5 separate regions of the Oryctolagus cuniculus genome follow, and regions 2, 3, 4 and 5 are each linked to region 1. A link is a contact called in public Hi-C and Micro-C data. All regions are on one chromosome and are shown on one strand. Each heading gives the region's core, a stretch centred on a gene start, on an enhancer-like site or on the middle of the called end of the contact. The rest is flanking DNA. Distances are from core to core; before and after follow the strand shown. Region 1 holds the start of SKAP2 (src kinase associated phosphoprotein 2). Region 2 holds the start of HOXA7 (homeobox A7). Region 3 holds the start of HOXA4 (homeobox A4). Region 4 holds the start of HOXA1 (homeobox A1). Region 5 overlaps SKAP2 (src kinase associated phosphoprotein 2).

Region 1 (2,876 bases), core at 102-2,601:
ACAAATGCATTCATCACACTGTATCGTGGTCATAAAACCTAAGTCTGCATTCAGACACTTAATATTTTTAAAATTCTATTTATGACGCTAACTACCAAAATAGTCTAACAGCCTATCAGGAGATTTGGTCTCACACAACGATGGCAGGCACTTACTGCTTCCAAAGTTATATTTTAGATGATTTTGGTTTTTCAAGAGTTAAGATAAGCAGGCTGTGACACAGGCATTTAAGAGAAACTCTTGTAAGCCACTTAATTTGAAAGATAGGTGTTTTAGAGGCAGGTGGAGTAAAAAAAACGATCCATTGAGTTTCCAGAATCCTGAGATATACAACACAAAAGAAACGATGGCAAGAATTCCAGGGCTTCAGGACAGACGTGTTCCCCCCTAACAAGCGCAGCGGCACGCCGTCGCCCCGCCGCGAGAGGACGCAGAGCCCACGGCCAGCATCCCCCCGGGCCACACCTCTCAGCCTCAGACAAGTTCCCGTAAGTGGCCGTGCAGAACTGGAAAGGGGAAGACGCGGGTGCGAAGCCGGGCACTCCGCGCGACACAGGAAGCTGGACCGCGCACACAGCCTTCCTGTTTCGCTGCGGTGTGTCCCTGGGGCTGAAGACAAGTGGCCATCTGAGGACCAGGCCCCGCGCCACAGTGTTCGGGGTGCGTGGGGGGTGGGGGGCTCAACGTCCAGGAAAGCAGGGATCTGGGAAATAACCAACTTCCCCATCCCCTAACCCCAAACACCTGTGGCGCCGGCGTCGGCCTGCACCCCTACCCCTCCGCCTCGGCTGGCGCGGCCTTCCGCCCCCTCCCCAGGGCTCGCACGGGCATTCATTCACCATCATTCTCTCACGAACACGCACACAGAACCGTGCTAATCTCGTCAGTGTTGCTGATCCCGCATCGGCTCTCCTCACACGCTCCCCGCCTCCCGGTCCCGGTCCCGCCCCCGCCGGCCAGAAGACGCGGGAGCCGCGAGGAGGGGAGGATGCTGAACGCTTCTGTCCCCGCCGGCTCGCCGTCCCTCGCCCCCGCCCCGGCGGCGTGCCCGCCCCCTTCCCGCGCGTTACCTGCCAACAGGTTCCTAATCTCCTCAGGGAGGGGGTAGGGAGAGGCGGTGCTGCCGGGGTTGGGCATGTCAGGGAGCGCGGGGCGTGAGGGGAGAGGATCTGTGCTGACAGGGGGACTGAGGGGCTGCGATCTAGGCTCGGGCTGGCAGTCCCGGTAGGGACAGCGGAGTTACCAGACCGGACTCTGCCAAGGCCTGGGCTCACAACAAGGAAGTCACTGACTCTCCAGCCAGCGGCGGCTGGACTCTCGGCCCGGCCCCGCCCGGAAGATCGGGGCGGGGCGATGGGCGGGGGAAGAGGCGCGCCGGGCCCGCGGGATCCAACTGCGCATGTGTGTCCGGGGGTTTTCCTGGCCTGGAAAGAAAGCGCCTCTGGACAAGCCACGCCCACCGCTACTCTGGGAAGCGGGAGGAGGAGCGGCTGGTGGGAAGGGGGCGGGGTGGGTCTGAGTCACCTGATCTGGCGTCTGAAGCGCCTGGTCACCATTTTGGGTTCTGGCACCACCGTTTCTGCAGGATTGTAGAAAATAATGTATCCGTGTTGCTTGGAAGATTTCCGATGTTCTTGAAATGGCCAGCCCCGCTGAGGTTCAACACCTGTCCCGGTAACACACAGGGAGTTTCCAGCAGTCCTAAATGATCGTGCCCTCCTTTGTCTTGTTGAGTGAAGGTAACCGAGACCCAGCTTCCGCCAGTCGACCCTGAGACGCCAGTCCAGAGCTACTTTGGAAAGCGTTCTGATTGGCTCTTCCGTTACTTTTCTCCCTAATTCCTATTCTTGGAGTGACTGATTTCTCCCACTACGAAAGAAGAATGGGTAATTCGAGGCACTATCCTTTGAGGGCAGAGGAAAAAAGCAGAAAAACACAGATACACTGTTAATCTGCAGGTATCCAAAAAATCGCTATGGTGATGAGTGAAATAAAATTATACAGTTGGCTCACTCGAACTTGACCATATAATCAACACTATCTTTGATTTCTAAATGTTCTTGAAGGTTTTTTGGCTCCTTTAATAGTGTGCCTCTCAACAATTGAAATCACTGAAACCCTAGTTAGCGCTTAACCATATTTGTCATCAAGTTAAATGAATACATTGGAGCCACCGAAGAGAGTAGAGACTCATAGAGGAAGTCTTAAAAGCTTTCAGTGAGTGTCCATTGTGTATTTCTCTTACTAAAAATATGCTTGGACACTGCTCGCTGGGATGCCCCCAAGAGCACATCCAGTCTCTACTGGACAAAACCTGCCACAGAAGTGGCAGCTCGTCTACTTCAGCCTTTACCTGCATTCCCCTTGGTGGAGACAGCAGCTCTTTCCTAGGTGCTGCTGCGATGTTTTGAACATTGTATCACGGCTGGTCAACATTACCTAAACTGGAGTTTGCATCACAGCCACAAACTACTGCGTCGCTGATCCTCAAATCTCAACCCCAGAAATTCGGATTCAGTGTTTTTAGAGTGTGGCTTGAGAGTTTGCATGTTAAACAATCCCCACGGGTGGATGCAGGACATCCTTCGACTTCATTTGGAGAATCATTTCACTACTTCCCAGATCCTAGAGGGCACAAAATTTGCCATACCTTATCTTTCATCCCCAGCTGGAACTCTAAATTGAACATTGAACATAGAATAATGACTTTATTAACATATAATGAAAAAAATTTAGTACTAGCAAAAGATTAAGTACTCAAATGCAGTGTAACATTTTTGTCTAATTAAGAGAGAACACCAAACCCTGTCAAAGAAAAATACACATTTTGGAGTCCACATCTTGCCTTGCAAAGTAAGACAAAAGCTTTGTGATTG
Region 2 (2,876 bases), core at 182-2,681, 240 kb after region 1:
GGCGGTTCTGGAACCAGATCTTGATCTGGCGCTCGGTGAGGCAGAGCGCATGGGCGATCTCGATGCGCCGCCGCCGTGTCAGGTAGCGGTTGAAGTGGAACTCCTTCTCCAGCTCCAGCGTCTGGTAGCGCGTGTAGGTCTGGCGGCCCCGCTTCCTGTCGGGTCCTGAGACAGACACGTGGACACACGGACAGAGAAGCAGACAGGGACACGGACAGGACGGTGCATTAGCCGGGCCGCAGTCCCAGACCCGTAGCTTCCTCCCCGCCCACCCACACACCCACCCACCCCCCCTGGATCTCATCCCCAGGCTGGGCTGGGGGAGGAGGCCGGTGCAGGGGAAGACCCCAACTGCAGTGCCCAACGCGCAGGCAGCCCTGTAAAGCAGCAAAGGCGCGCAACCCCAACCTCACCACCGACCTTTCCAGCCCGCTACGCATCCACAATGTGCCGCTGTCCCCTGACAAAGGGAAATCGCAAATGCAGAGTGTGGGCAAGTGGGAGACCCTCCCCGGCGGCCGGCGCCCCCATCCCCACACCCTCCCAAGGGCACACCACCCCTCTGTCCCTAGTCCCTCCTGGCCCTGTCTTGAAATGGCCCCTGGCACGGAGGCGCGTGAGGGGCCCTGCATGGCTAGGCTCTCCGTGTTTTGGAGAAAGAAAAGCCAGGCAGAAAGAAAAAAAGAGAGAAGAGAGAGCGAGAAAGTGAAGGAAGGGAGGGAGAGAAGGAGAGAACAGCGAACAAAGTTAATGTTAAAATTCCAAGGCAAATGGAGTTAAATAAATTTACGAGGATCGAACCCATTAATTGGGTCATAAAAAGTTTTATGAGCCTCATTTACATACAATGCTATGGGCTCTCCACGCAATGGCGCCTCAGCCCTAATTAAAACCAGAAAGGCAGCGCTGCCCGGAGTCACCGGGCCGCCGGCTCTCGGCCGCCCGGCTCTGCTCTCCCCAGCCCGGCGCTCCGCGCTCCGAAGCGCGGCACTCCCAGCTCCCGGCTCCCGGCCCACCCGCCGGCCCGCCGACCCGCCTGGCAGCTGCGCCTACCTGAAGACCGCATCCAGGGGTAGATGCGGAAATTGGCCTCGGCCGGGCCGTGCAGCGCGCCCTCGTCCGCCTTGTCGCAGGCGCCTTTGGCGAGGTCCCCGCAGAGCCCCGGGATGTTTTGGTCGTAGGAGGCGCAGGGCAGGTTGCCGTAGGCGTCGGTACCCAGGCCGTAGCCGGACGCGAAGGGGCTCTGGTACAGGGGGCTGTTGACATTGTACAAGCCCGGTACGGTCGAGGCGAAGGCACCGGCGCCCGCCCCGTAGCCGCTTCTCTGCGAGTTGGGCGCAAAGGAGCAAGAAGTCGGCTCGGCATTTTGGAACAGAGAAGCCCCCGCCGTATATTTGCTAAAAAGCGCGTTCACATAATACGAAGAACTCATAATTTTGACCTGTGATTTGTTGTCCGGCAGCTTTCAGTGTCGGTTTTACGAGGTAGCGTGATATATGATAACATTACACCCCCAGATTTACACCAAACCCCATTTTCTTTTGGACGGAGCTCGCCGCAGCACGTGACCGCCCACATGACCGCCTCCGCCAATCTCAGCAGCCCTCACAGGTGGTCTGGCTCCACCGAGCCCGCGGCTGCCTAGAATGGAAGGAGAAGAGGCTCAAATATGCGGCCGACGAATCTGCCCGCGCCCGGCAGGCCCGGCGCGCCCCGCGGGGAAGGACCTCGCAGCTCCGCGCGGGCGCCCTGCGGCCCTGCGGCCCTGCGGCCCGGGTGCGGAGACTGCGCACGGCCGGACGCAGCCGACTCCCTAGTGCGTGTCAGTGAACCCTGGACCAAGCTGGTGGCTCCCTCTCCGTTCTGCGGACCAGCCCCTGGAGGATGCTTGTGTCCCGCGCCCTCGCCTGCCCTGCGGTGGCCTTGAGTGCGGCTCTTGGCTGTGGGCCGGGCTCTTGGCCTGCGTCTGCCCCAGCCAGGTCCAGGGGGCGTCAGGCGGGACTTAGACCCCCGCCCGGTCGCGGCCGGCGCGGCATCGCTTCCAGCTGCAAACTGGAACCATGTGGTTCGAATAAAATCAACGTCTCCCAGCTTCCTTTCCTTAATCGGCGGCGCACTGTTTATCCGCCCTAAAGGAAGCAGTGAAATATTTATCTGTTAATGAGCCTCATTTGCCAACAGATTTATTAACGTGGGGTTCCCCTCCCTCCTCCCGGACGCTGCGGCCCTGCAGGCTGCGTGCGTTCACTCCTGGGCACCTGGCTGGCCTCCCGATAATGGCCGAGCCGAGCCCTTCTTTGTCCTCCCGCAAACCCCCGGTTTTCCCTGGCTCACGGGGAGCCAGATCTCTCACCCACCACCCACCCCCGCATCTTGTAAAAACCTCAAGCCCCACACCTCTCCAAACGCCACCCTTGCCATGTGGTGCCCCGCAGCCGTCACCGCAGTCACCCCTGAACCTCCACCTCGTGGGCTGGGTGTCTGGGAGCAATCTGGAGAGAAGAGAGGGGGCTGGGGAGTCCCAGTTCTTTTGGCTACTGCATCTTCCCGTGTACAAACTCGCTGGGAGCTGAGAACACTGGTCTCCCTCCCTCCCTACCATCCAGGTCCACAACTCGTGGTGCCTACCTTTCCAGGCCTCCAGCCCCTGCCCGGTGTCGGCCCATAGGAAGCCCCCGCTGCCCACCGCTCCCTTGGAGTACGGTGGGGCAAATCGTTCCCCTAAACGCCTCATAAACTGCCCAGCCGCGCTGGAAGCCGGGCCACCTTTTACTGCCCGGCTGGATTGCACACCATAAACCCGACCTCACAATGGAATTGCCCCGGAAATTCTTCTCTGAATTATAGAGTTTGGTTCTGGTGTACAAAGCCCTCCT
Region 3 (2,876 bases), core at 165-2,664, 210 kb after region 1:
CCGAGTTTGTGGACCGCATCTTGGTGTTGGGCAGTTTGTGATCTTTCTTCCACTTCATCCTCCGGTTCTGAAACCAGATCTTGACCTGGCGCTCGGACAAGCAGAGTGCGTGGGCGATCTCAATGCGGCGTCGCCGGGTCAGGTAGCGGTTGAAGTGGAACTCCTTCTCCAGCTCCAAGACCTGCTGCCGGGTGTAGGCGGTTCGAGAGCGCTTGGGCTCCCCTCCGTTATAACTGGGGTTGACTGAACCCCGCAGAAGACCAGGGAGAAGGCAGTGGAGGAGAGGGAGAAGAGAGGAGCAGGGGGAGAGAGAAGACGGGGTGGGGAAGAGCAATTGGACATCATCATTATAGAATAACCTGACACCAAGTTCACGCAAGATACATAAAAACGGCAAAGAAAATGTTTCACAGGCTATTGGCAACGGGAAACACCCGAGAGCCATAAAGAACGGCGCTGGGCACTGGGGCTGAAGAAAAGCTTCAAAGACACAGGGCCTGAAGCCTCTGCCAGGGCAATTAAATTTATGGGGGCTATAATTACTGCCCTAACAGTTTGGCGTCTCGTAAATCTCCCGATAAAGGGACCCTGGGTACAAAAGGGTTCTCATGTTGGGAGCAGGCGGCTGGCTGGCGCGCACAGCACACACCCACAGCCCACCGCAGTCCGGGCCGGACGGGGGCTCCCCTCCCGAAGACCCCCTTCCCCAGGGCCTCTCCCCGCTGACCCCCCGGCCCGGCCCCAGCCCACCCTCGCGCGCCTCCCCGGCGGCGCCACGTACCGGCGCTGACATGGATCTTCTTCATCCAGGGGTACACCACGGGCTCCTTGCCCTTCAGGCCCGGCGGGCTCTTGTCGGCCAAGAGCAGCGGGCACGCGGGGGCGCTGCCCCCTGCCGGGACGCCCGGGGTGGCAGGGGCGGCCTCGCAGCGCCGAGGGGGTGCGGGGGGCGCCGCGCGGTGCTGCGGTGCAGGCGGCGGCGGCGGCGGCTGCTGCCGGCCAGGCTGCAGGACGTGGCTCGCGTGCAGGCCGTGCGCGGGGCCCTTGGCGTGCGCCGGGGGCTGCTCTGGCTGAGGCGGCCGCCCGGGGCTGGCGCCGCCGCGGTAGCCATAGGGGTAGGCGGTGTCCGCGGCACCGTGCGCGGGGTAGAGCGCGGCCGCGGGGTAGGCGGGCTCGCGGGTGGCCCGCGGCGCGTAGTAGGTGGCGGGGGGCTCGCGGCTGCCGCCCGCGTGAGGGAGCGGGGGCTGCTGCGGCGGCAGGTGCTGGCTCGCGGGCGCCGGGGGCTGCTGGTAACCCGGGCCCCCGCCCGGGCCGCCGTCTCCGCCGCCCGGGCCGCTGTGCTGCGCGTACTCCTCGAAGGGAGGGAACTTGGGCTCGATGTAGTTGGAGTTTATCAAAAACGAGCTCATGGTCATTAATTTGTGAAGTGCAAAAATACTAATTTTTCTCGCGTTGTCGTTTTTCTGGGCTCGCCGAGGCCCCTCCCCCTCTCTCCTTGCTTCCCATCCCCCTTTCCCCGGCGCCCTTCCCCTCCCCCCGCTGTCAAGTGCCCACCCCTCCCCCTCCCGCCGACGCCTCCACCAAAGTTCGCGCCGCTCCGCCCCCGCGCGCGCACGCGCGCGCGCGCGTTCTGCCTCGGCCCCGCGCGAGCCCCGCCCCGAGGCCCACGTGCAACGCCCCCGCCAATGGGCGCGCCGCGCGCGCGGACCCGGATCAGGAAACGCGCGGGTGGGTGATGGATGCGACTGTCCGGCCCCGAGGTGGGGGGAGGGAGCGGGTGCTGTGGTCCCCTAGCCCCCCAACTTTATTCCCACTGGAAATTCGGGGGCCTGTCGGGCTGTCGGTCCTCTCCGGGCTCTAGGCCTGGGCTGTTTCGGGCCTAGGCTGCAAGGCTCCCGGGCGGCAAGCCCAGTGCTGATCCCGGGCCGTATCCAGCCAGGCCTCCCGTCCTGAGGGTTCGAGTCCGCCTCGGGGAGGGAAGGGCTTTGGAACCAGAAGGCACCCTGGCAGTTATCCTGGTCCCGGAATAAAACGAATGAGGCCTGCGGACCCGTTTTCTCACCAGCTGAGCCCTCTCCCTGTCCCCTGCTCGCTGCCTGTGCCAGCTTGGAAAAGCCTAATGCGACCCGCCCAGGTCGGGTGGCAGGGGAGCTTGGAGAAACCGACAGAGGGATGCACCGCGAGGCTGTTCCAATGTGACTGCATGGCCGCGTCGCGCTGTTGCCTTTTAGAGACAGCGTCTGTTTAGTCAGACAAATCCGGAGCCTTCCTGGTAGCGCCTAATTTGACGGAGGTGTGGAGGTGTCGATGAGAACGCTACCTATGCGGGTGTTTACTGGGGGAGAGTGAGAGAGACGTGGTCCGAGAATGCAGAATGCGGATGGAAGCGAGCGACGCCACCACAAGACCCGAGCTGCGAACCCCTAAGTTCCCACTTCAGAGCAATTCCCAAGCAGAAACAAGCTGAGGGTAGGATAAGCCCCTAGCCCGGGCCGATCGCCAATGGCGGATGACACTTCTCCAGCTAAGAATTTTGTTTTCCCTTTTGGACGCCTTTGTAGCTAAGGCTAGAGTTACGTTTACAGCACAGTCTATAATTCCTGAATTGCTGAAAATTAGCATATAAACGGTATCAGTAGCTCTGGAAAAGAGGGGACCCTTGCCTGCCATTTGGTAATTGAAATTTGATAGGTAAACTAATTACACCATTATTAACAAATACATTACTTATTAATCTCGCCTAATGTTGATCTTTGAAGTAAATACTTCTGTACTGTGTACTTCCCCCCCCCCCCCCTGCGTAGCAGACACACCTACATCCTTTAGTTTTCAGCCTGGAGGAAAGCAGTTGGAACTAGCATAGTCACCATTCTAAA
Region 4 (2,876 bases), core at 222-2,721, 180 kb after region 1:
TAGAAGACCCCGGGGAAGGAACGCAGGGCGAGGAACTGGACTTCTCGGAGGATTCCTCTGCCTTCTCTTCGCTTCCCGGGGGAGTGGCTGGAGAGATGGGCAGGAGCCCCTCCTTCTCACGTTTCTTCTGCTTCATCCGGCGGTTCTGGAACCAGATCTTCACCTGGGTCTCATTGAGCTGCAGGGACGCGGCGATCTCCACCCTGCGCGCGCGCGTCAGGTACTTGTTGAAGTGGAACTCCTTCTCCAGCTCCGTGAGCTGCTTGGTGGTGAAGTTGGTGCGCACCGAGTTGGGCTGACCCACGTAGCCGTACTCGCCAACTTTCCCTGGGGTAGCGTAAGGAGCCAAGAGAAGAAAAGGTTAAAAAATGTTAAAAATCGATGAGACCCCCTCCCCCCCCCCACACTCTTCAGAGCAACCTTCAGGTAAAGGATAAAATCAAGAACTTCTCAAGCGGGTTGGGGAGGGTGAGCAATGGGGCATTAAGCTGAAGTCAAGCATTAGCGTGGTCAGGCTGGTGATTAATGGAGCCTGGAGATATTAACAGGACGCCTCCAACACCAACACCCAGCCACACACACACACACACACACACACTCTCTTCCTATTTTCAGAACATTTAGACCCTAGCCCCTTTGTAAACACAGAGACTGCTGAGCCCCGACACACCTGGGCAGCGTCCCCATGCCCTACAACACTAGTTGGAAGCAAGAACCCCTTTTTCGAAAAATCATTCTTAATTTTCCTTGGGAACCAAGCACACCAACTCCTTCCAGATTCATCAAGGCGCGTCCACTGGCCGGCAGAACTGACCTGTTTTGGGAGGGTTTCTTTTGACTTTCATCCAGTCAAAGGTCTGTGCTGGAGAAGACGTTTCCAAAGCGGGGGAGCGACAGGCTTCTTGGTGGCTGGCGTGGAGAGGGGACAGGGGATTATTATACGTGGCCAGGGCCAGGCTCTGGTGCTCTTGTCCGTATGAGTGGTGAATGTACTGAGGCGAGCCCACCGTGCCCCCGGCATAACCCTGGTGGTGGTGGTGATGCTGAACCATGGGAGATGAGAGGTTTCCAGAGTAAACAGCGGGAGCGCACGGGGGGTACCCACCACTTACGTCTGCTTCCTGATTTAACCCGTAGGGACTGTAAGGCGCACCGAAGTTCTGCGCACCGTAGCTTGGACCACAACTCGAGTGGGAGTAAGACACCCCCAGGTTCCCAGAAGTCTGGTAAGTGGCCGGCTGAGGATGGTGGTGGTGATGGTGGTGGTGGTGGTGGTGGTGGGGCGAGCTGATCTGCACCCCCCTACCCACTAGGAACCGGTCGTCGCCGCCGCAGCTGTTGGCACTGACTGCGCACGACTGGAAAGTTGTAATCCCATGGTCCGAGGAGTAGGTTCGCGCAGAGCAGGTCCCCGAGTCGCCACTGCTAAGGATGGGGTATTCCAGGAAAGAGCTCATCCTTGCATTGTCCATCTGTCACTGAGTGACCGGGTCCTGCGAAGCCCTGGGTGACCGTGCCAACTTTCTCACTTCCTCCATGAGGCCGAAGAAGAAAAATGATATGAATGTACAGTGCGCAAGAGGGGGGGCGCGAGGGCGGAGGGCGCCAGGGGAGGCGCACGTGACTGGGCCAGCCAATGGCTGAGCCTCCTGCGAAAGTTTGCCGGCTCCGGCGGTGATGGATCACCGTTTCAGTGGCATTTAAGTCCCCGGCGCTCCTCCGTCTAGGTGACGCGCAGTCGCCCCCCCAGGCAGCTCAGGAGGCGGCAGAAGCTGCGGCGGCTGCAACTGCAGCTTCACAGCCCTGGGGCGAAGGGGAGCGGAGGCTGCCTTCTGCGCGCGCCCGAGTCCGCGCGCCCTCCCCCTCCGGGAGGTGGGGGCTGGGAGGCACCCCCGCCCCCCGCCCCCTCCCAGCATCGTCGGGAAGAGGAACTGGCAAGAGGTGAGAAGGGAAGAGGGCTCCCGGCTCTCCTGGGGCGGGAATCAGTGGGCTGGAGCTCGCTGGGTGGCCGCAAGTGCGGCAGAGCCCCCGAGCGTACAGAGCCGGAAGGGTGGGAATCCGGCGACCAAACGCCCCCGGCGCCCGGGGCGCCTCCGCCGCACTGTCCCTGCGTGAGGCCGTAGGGCTGTGAGGCGCTCAGAAGACGGTGACGCAGGGCGAGGCTGGCCGCTGGCTTTGCCAGCTCCGGACGGCGAAGGAAGGGCGCGGAGGGCTGGCTGGGAGGAACCAGGTGGGCGTGGAGCGCACGAGGGCGAGAAAAGAAACTTCCCTTTTCCACAGAGGGAGTCCGCAGCCCTCTCCCCCCAACCCCGGTTCGCCATTAGCATGGCAATGAGGAGCTCCTGTAATTCGACTCCCGGGGGCGGTTGAGCTCGCCGGAAAAGGCCGGGGGTGTCGGGGCTCTCGGTCGCCCTCCCTCTCCCCTCGCTCTCCGCCCCTTTCTCCTCCCCGCTTAGTCTGGCCCAGGGAACCCTCCGGGATCCCCAGACGCTGGGCCGCAGGATTTTGAGGGGTGGGAGGCGGGGGAGAGATGACGCTGGCAGACGTGGCGGGCGCGGGGGCCGGGCCGTGCGCGGCAGGCCATCTGCCGGCGCCTCAACCCAGGAGCCTGCGCGCTTCGGCGCGGGCCTCCAACGCCCGGCCGCAGCTTGCACAAAGTCCGCTCCACGGCCCCCGCCACGTTCCTCTTTTCCCGGAGGGCGCTGTGGGGAAGTGGGGGAGACTCTTCTTCCCACCCCCACCCCCATTCTGCTGCACGTCTGGAATGGGGGCTGGCAGGTGGGAGGGGCGGGGGACAGATGGCTGACGGTGGACGGGGACACTGCTCGCCGCACGGCCACCTCCTCCCACTGGACTGCGTGGTCGCCGTGCGAACC
Region 5 (2,876 bases), core at 265-2,764, 160 kb before region 1:
GGAGAACCATCAAGGACCTAATACACAAGAATAAAACAGAATCCAAGGAACCAAATTCACAAAAAATCTCAAACTCAAGAAAGCAGGTTAAAGAAAGTGCTTCATGTAGAAACGATACAGAGAGTCATCACGGCTCCTCTCTTGGGGACGGCTGGACTCAAAGCTTTTCCAAGTTACCTCTAAAGTCTTTGAGCAACTTGGAGATCGCCTGTGCTGAAGCTGCATTTTTCAACAGCTTTTTGTCAGCCCCAGTTTAGGACATTAGGCTCTGAATAAACATGCAACATACACGGAGTTATCAGCTCATCCTTCTAACGGCATAAGCACAATGGATGTGATGTGCTCAAACTGCCATACAGACCATTAACTGATTGATTATTTAGCGCTCTCCGCTCTGTAATACCACAATAAACTGGGTAATAAATGCTTTGTCACTTATACAATGTGCTGAAACACAGCACAGAGTTAAATACACTGGATGCTTTTGTTACCCTGAGAACTGTTTCCTGTTTTTAATTTCATGATAATTGAGTTTTGATGAGTTAACGCAAAAAGAATGCAAGTTATATCAATAAGATGTCCGTGTATTCACCAGCCAAGCAGAACACATCGTGCCGACAGCTTCCATCGCGGGAGTGTCCTGTGCGAGGTCTGAGGGACAGCCGTGGGTGGGGACGCGCGCTGCATCAGGCTGTCCCCTTGGTTTTGTTACAAGGCTCTCGACCAGCAGGCTTCTTGGCAATCCCAACACAACTAATCATAGTAGCACGTCATTGGGGTGTGCATCTTCCTACACACGGCTTGTGATTTACACAGAAGGTTGTTTATCAGAAAATTTACAAATTCTCTTTAATATCTAAAATGTTGGTTAAAGCCAAAACAATGAGAGAGAATCTGAATAACACAGAGTCTGAAAATTCAGGAAGCAGGATGCTACTTTTCAATTATACTTTCGATTATAAACAAGGGCTAGAAAACATACAACCTATCAAAAATCTCCCCATTGGACTTTTTCTCTGGTTTTCAGATGGGGAGAAGGGGGAGGTGGAAAGGAGAAGGGGGCCGCCAGGGAGAGACAGACACTTTCCTTTCCTGTCCACATTGGCACTGAACCCTCAGCAGGACCCACAGGGGCCTGGGATCCCAACCAAGAAGTACAAGGCTTGTGGCCAGCCTTCATGCATATTTTTTTTTTAACCCATAGCATGTATTCTATAAATGGACACTAGGGGGCACTCTGGCAGGCCAGATCATTCTAAACATTGTCAATTTTTTTTTTTTTTAGGAAAAAAAATCACTTAATAATAAAGTGACTGATTTCCTTTAAAAACCACTTATTTAGACAAATAGAGATTTAGAAGTTGAAACATTCTAGTCAGATTAAATCAACTGCTAAATGGGTCAAATGTTGTGCCCCATGCAGTCCGTCAGTGTCAGTTTAAAAGTCAGGGAATTAGAGCAAAGAGAGGGTGACATCATTTCACATGCAAGGCCCTCCCCCACAGTAACTGGCCAGGAGGTAAAAGGATCTAAATAGCTGCTCCTGTGTGTTCCCCATGCTGCTCAGCCTTAGGCTTGGTCCAAAAGGGTGGGAGAAAGAAAAGTTGAGCTGGAAACTAGAGCAGAGGTTGCAGCTTCGCCATGGGAGCCCCGTGGGTCTTCCCAGCTCCCCAGGGTGCTCTTGCCATTGGCAGGTACTCTCACAGTCGTTTTTCATTCAAAAGGAGAGAAAAAGAAAATAAGGAAGAACAAACCGTGTGGCGGTTTCTAACACATAATCTTTCCCACTTTGGGGTCTCTCTTCCCCTGGATGCACTTGGCGAAACTCCCATTAACACTAATGGGAGTTACAGGAGCACACGAGAAGAGAGGCCCCCACCGTGTGCAAGATGCATCTCTCCCTAGATGTGCATCAGGAGCATTTCATTAAACCTCACTGCTGCGAAGAGGCAACGGAGCTGGCGACTCGGCAACACTGGGAGAGGGATGCATTTTCAACTGTGCTTTCTATAATCTTGTGATGTGGTTACCCGAAGACTAACCTCATTTCTGTGCCCTATACGTGAGCTCTGATACAGAACAATTTATGTCATACAGCTACATTTACATGCAATTCACTATTCATGCGCAACATGCACTATGAGTTATAAAGCAGAAAAATCTCAACTTGGAGGTCTATGCTTTCTAGACTTAGTCTCCTTAGAAAAGTAACATTGAAATTCTTGACCTGAAATCTGGAGCTAAAAATTGGGAACAGTTTTGTTCCTTAGGGAGCAGCAAGCTCCTCTGGTTTGCTTTTTAAATTTTGAGTAGAGTTAAATACACCTCCAAAATCACACACAGATAAAATCTCTAAAGCATAGGAGGTTCACAAAAGTTACATTCACCTACACATGGAAAGATAAGCCATGTGAGATATGTAATTTTTAAATGAGGTAGAGTATGATATCATAAACACACACACTAAGATACAAATTAAGTCTGTTTTTTCTTTATGACATGGACTAATTTTCCTTTTCTATCTACATCATGATCTCTATTTTCAAAACTGCAAAAAAAAATTGCCTTACATTATGCTTTTTGTCCTAAGAGGCTTGAATGATCAAAGAAGACAAGAAAAAAAATAATACACTAGGCAGTCTATAAAGGATGTAAACAATGAACCCACTCCTGTTTTTTAAAAACATACAAAAATAGATCACTGGGCAATGTTAATAGAATTGTTATGCAAGGGTAAAGTAAACATTAAACATTGGAGATAGTCTTGCAAAGAAAGAAGAGATTATAAGAGCATGACAACAGATGAAATATATCATAATCACATAATGGACACTCTCTCCCTGGGTGTTACAGGTTTAAAAACTATTCTAGAAAAG

What was found. Hi-C and Micro-C count contacts between places; a contact is called where the count stands out from the background.
Region 2: a Hi-C map of psoas muscle shows a contact between it and region 1, with 3 times the contacts expected there. The contact joins the promoter of HOXA7 here to the promoter of SKAP2 in region 1. A contact is called at or near these places in 2 of 6 Hi-C or Micro-C datasets (psoas muscle and an unstated tissue).
Region 3: a contact with region 1 is called in a Hi-C map of psoas muscle, with 4 times the contacts expected there. The contact joins the promoter of HOXA4 here to the promoter of SKAP2 in region 1. A contact is called at or near these places in 3 of 6 Hi-C or Micro-C datasets (ear pinna, psoas muscle and skin fibroblasts).
Region 4: a contact with region 1 is called in a Micro-C map of ear pinna, with 2.3 times the contacts expected there. The contact joins the promoter of HOXA1 here to the promoter of SKAP2 in region 1. A contact is called at or near these places in 3 of 6 Hi-C or Micro-C datasets (ear pinna, psoas muscle and an unstated tissue).
Region 5: a contact with region 1 is called in a Hi-C map of liver, with 6 times the contacts expected there. The contact joins the enhancer-like site here to the promoter of SKAP2 in region 1. A contact is called at or near these places in 5 of 6 Hi-C or Micro-C datasets (ear pinna, liver, psoas muscle and 2 more).

The regions. Positions count from the first base shown.
Region 1 is chr16:18,545,373-18,548,248 of mOryCun1.1, forward strand. SKAP2 (src kinase associated phosphoprotein 2) reads right to left here and starts at 1,352. Exons shown (of 13, transcript XM_002713727.5): 1 at 1,071-1,352. The coding sequence starts at 1,137.
Region 2 is chr16:18,784,006-18,786,881 of mOryCun1.1, forward strand. HOXA7 (homeobox A7) reads right to left here and starts at 1,432. Exons shown (of 2, transcript NM_001171402.1): 1 at 1,054-1,432; 2 at 1-165. The coding sequence starts at 1,432.
Region 3 is chr16:18,758,462-18,761,337 of mOryCun1.1, forward strand. HOXA4 (homeobox A4) reads right to left here and starts at 1,415. Exons shown (of 4, transcript NM_001171400.1): 1 at 1,201-1,415; 2 at 964-1,198; 3 at 782-962; 4 at 1-243. The coding sequence starts at 1,415.
Region 4 is chr16:18,724,835-18,727,710 of mOryCun1.1, forward strand. It overlaps HOXA1 (homeobox A1), which reads right to left and starts at 1,472. Exons shown (of 2, transcript NM_001171397.1): 1 at 815-1,472; 2 at 1-327. The coding sequence starts at 1,472. LOC108177218 (a long non-coding RNA gene) reads left to right here and starts at 1,671. Exons shown (of 2, transcript XR_001794031.3): 1 at 1,671-1,941.
Region 5 is chr16:18,382,932-18,385,807 of mOryCun1.1, forward strand. All of the region lies in intron 10 of SKAP2 (src kinase associated phosphoprotein 2), which reads right to left. Among named protein-coding and RNA genes, the nearest start is that of SKAP2, 160 kb to the right of the region's middle. Within about 2 kb of position 1,515, at least 3 of the 8 cell types and tissues checked have an H3K27ac peak or open chromatin away from gene starts, as enhancers often do.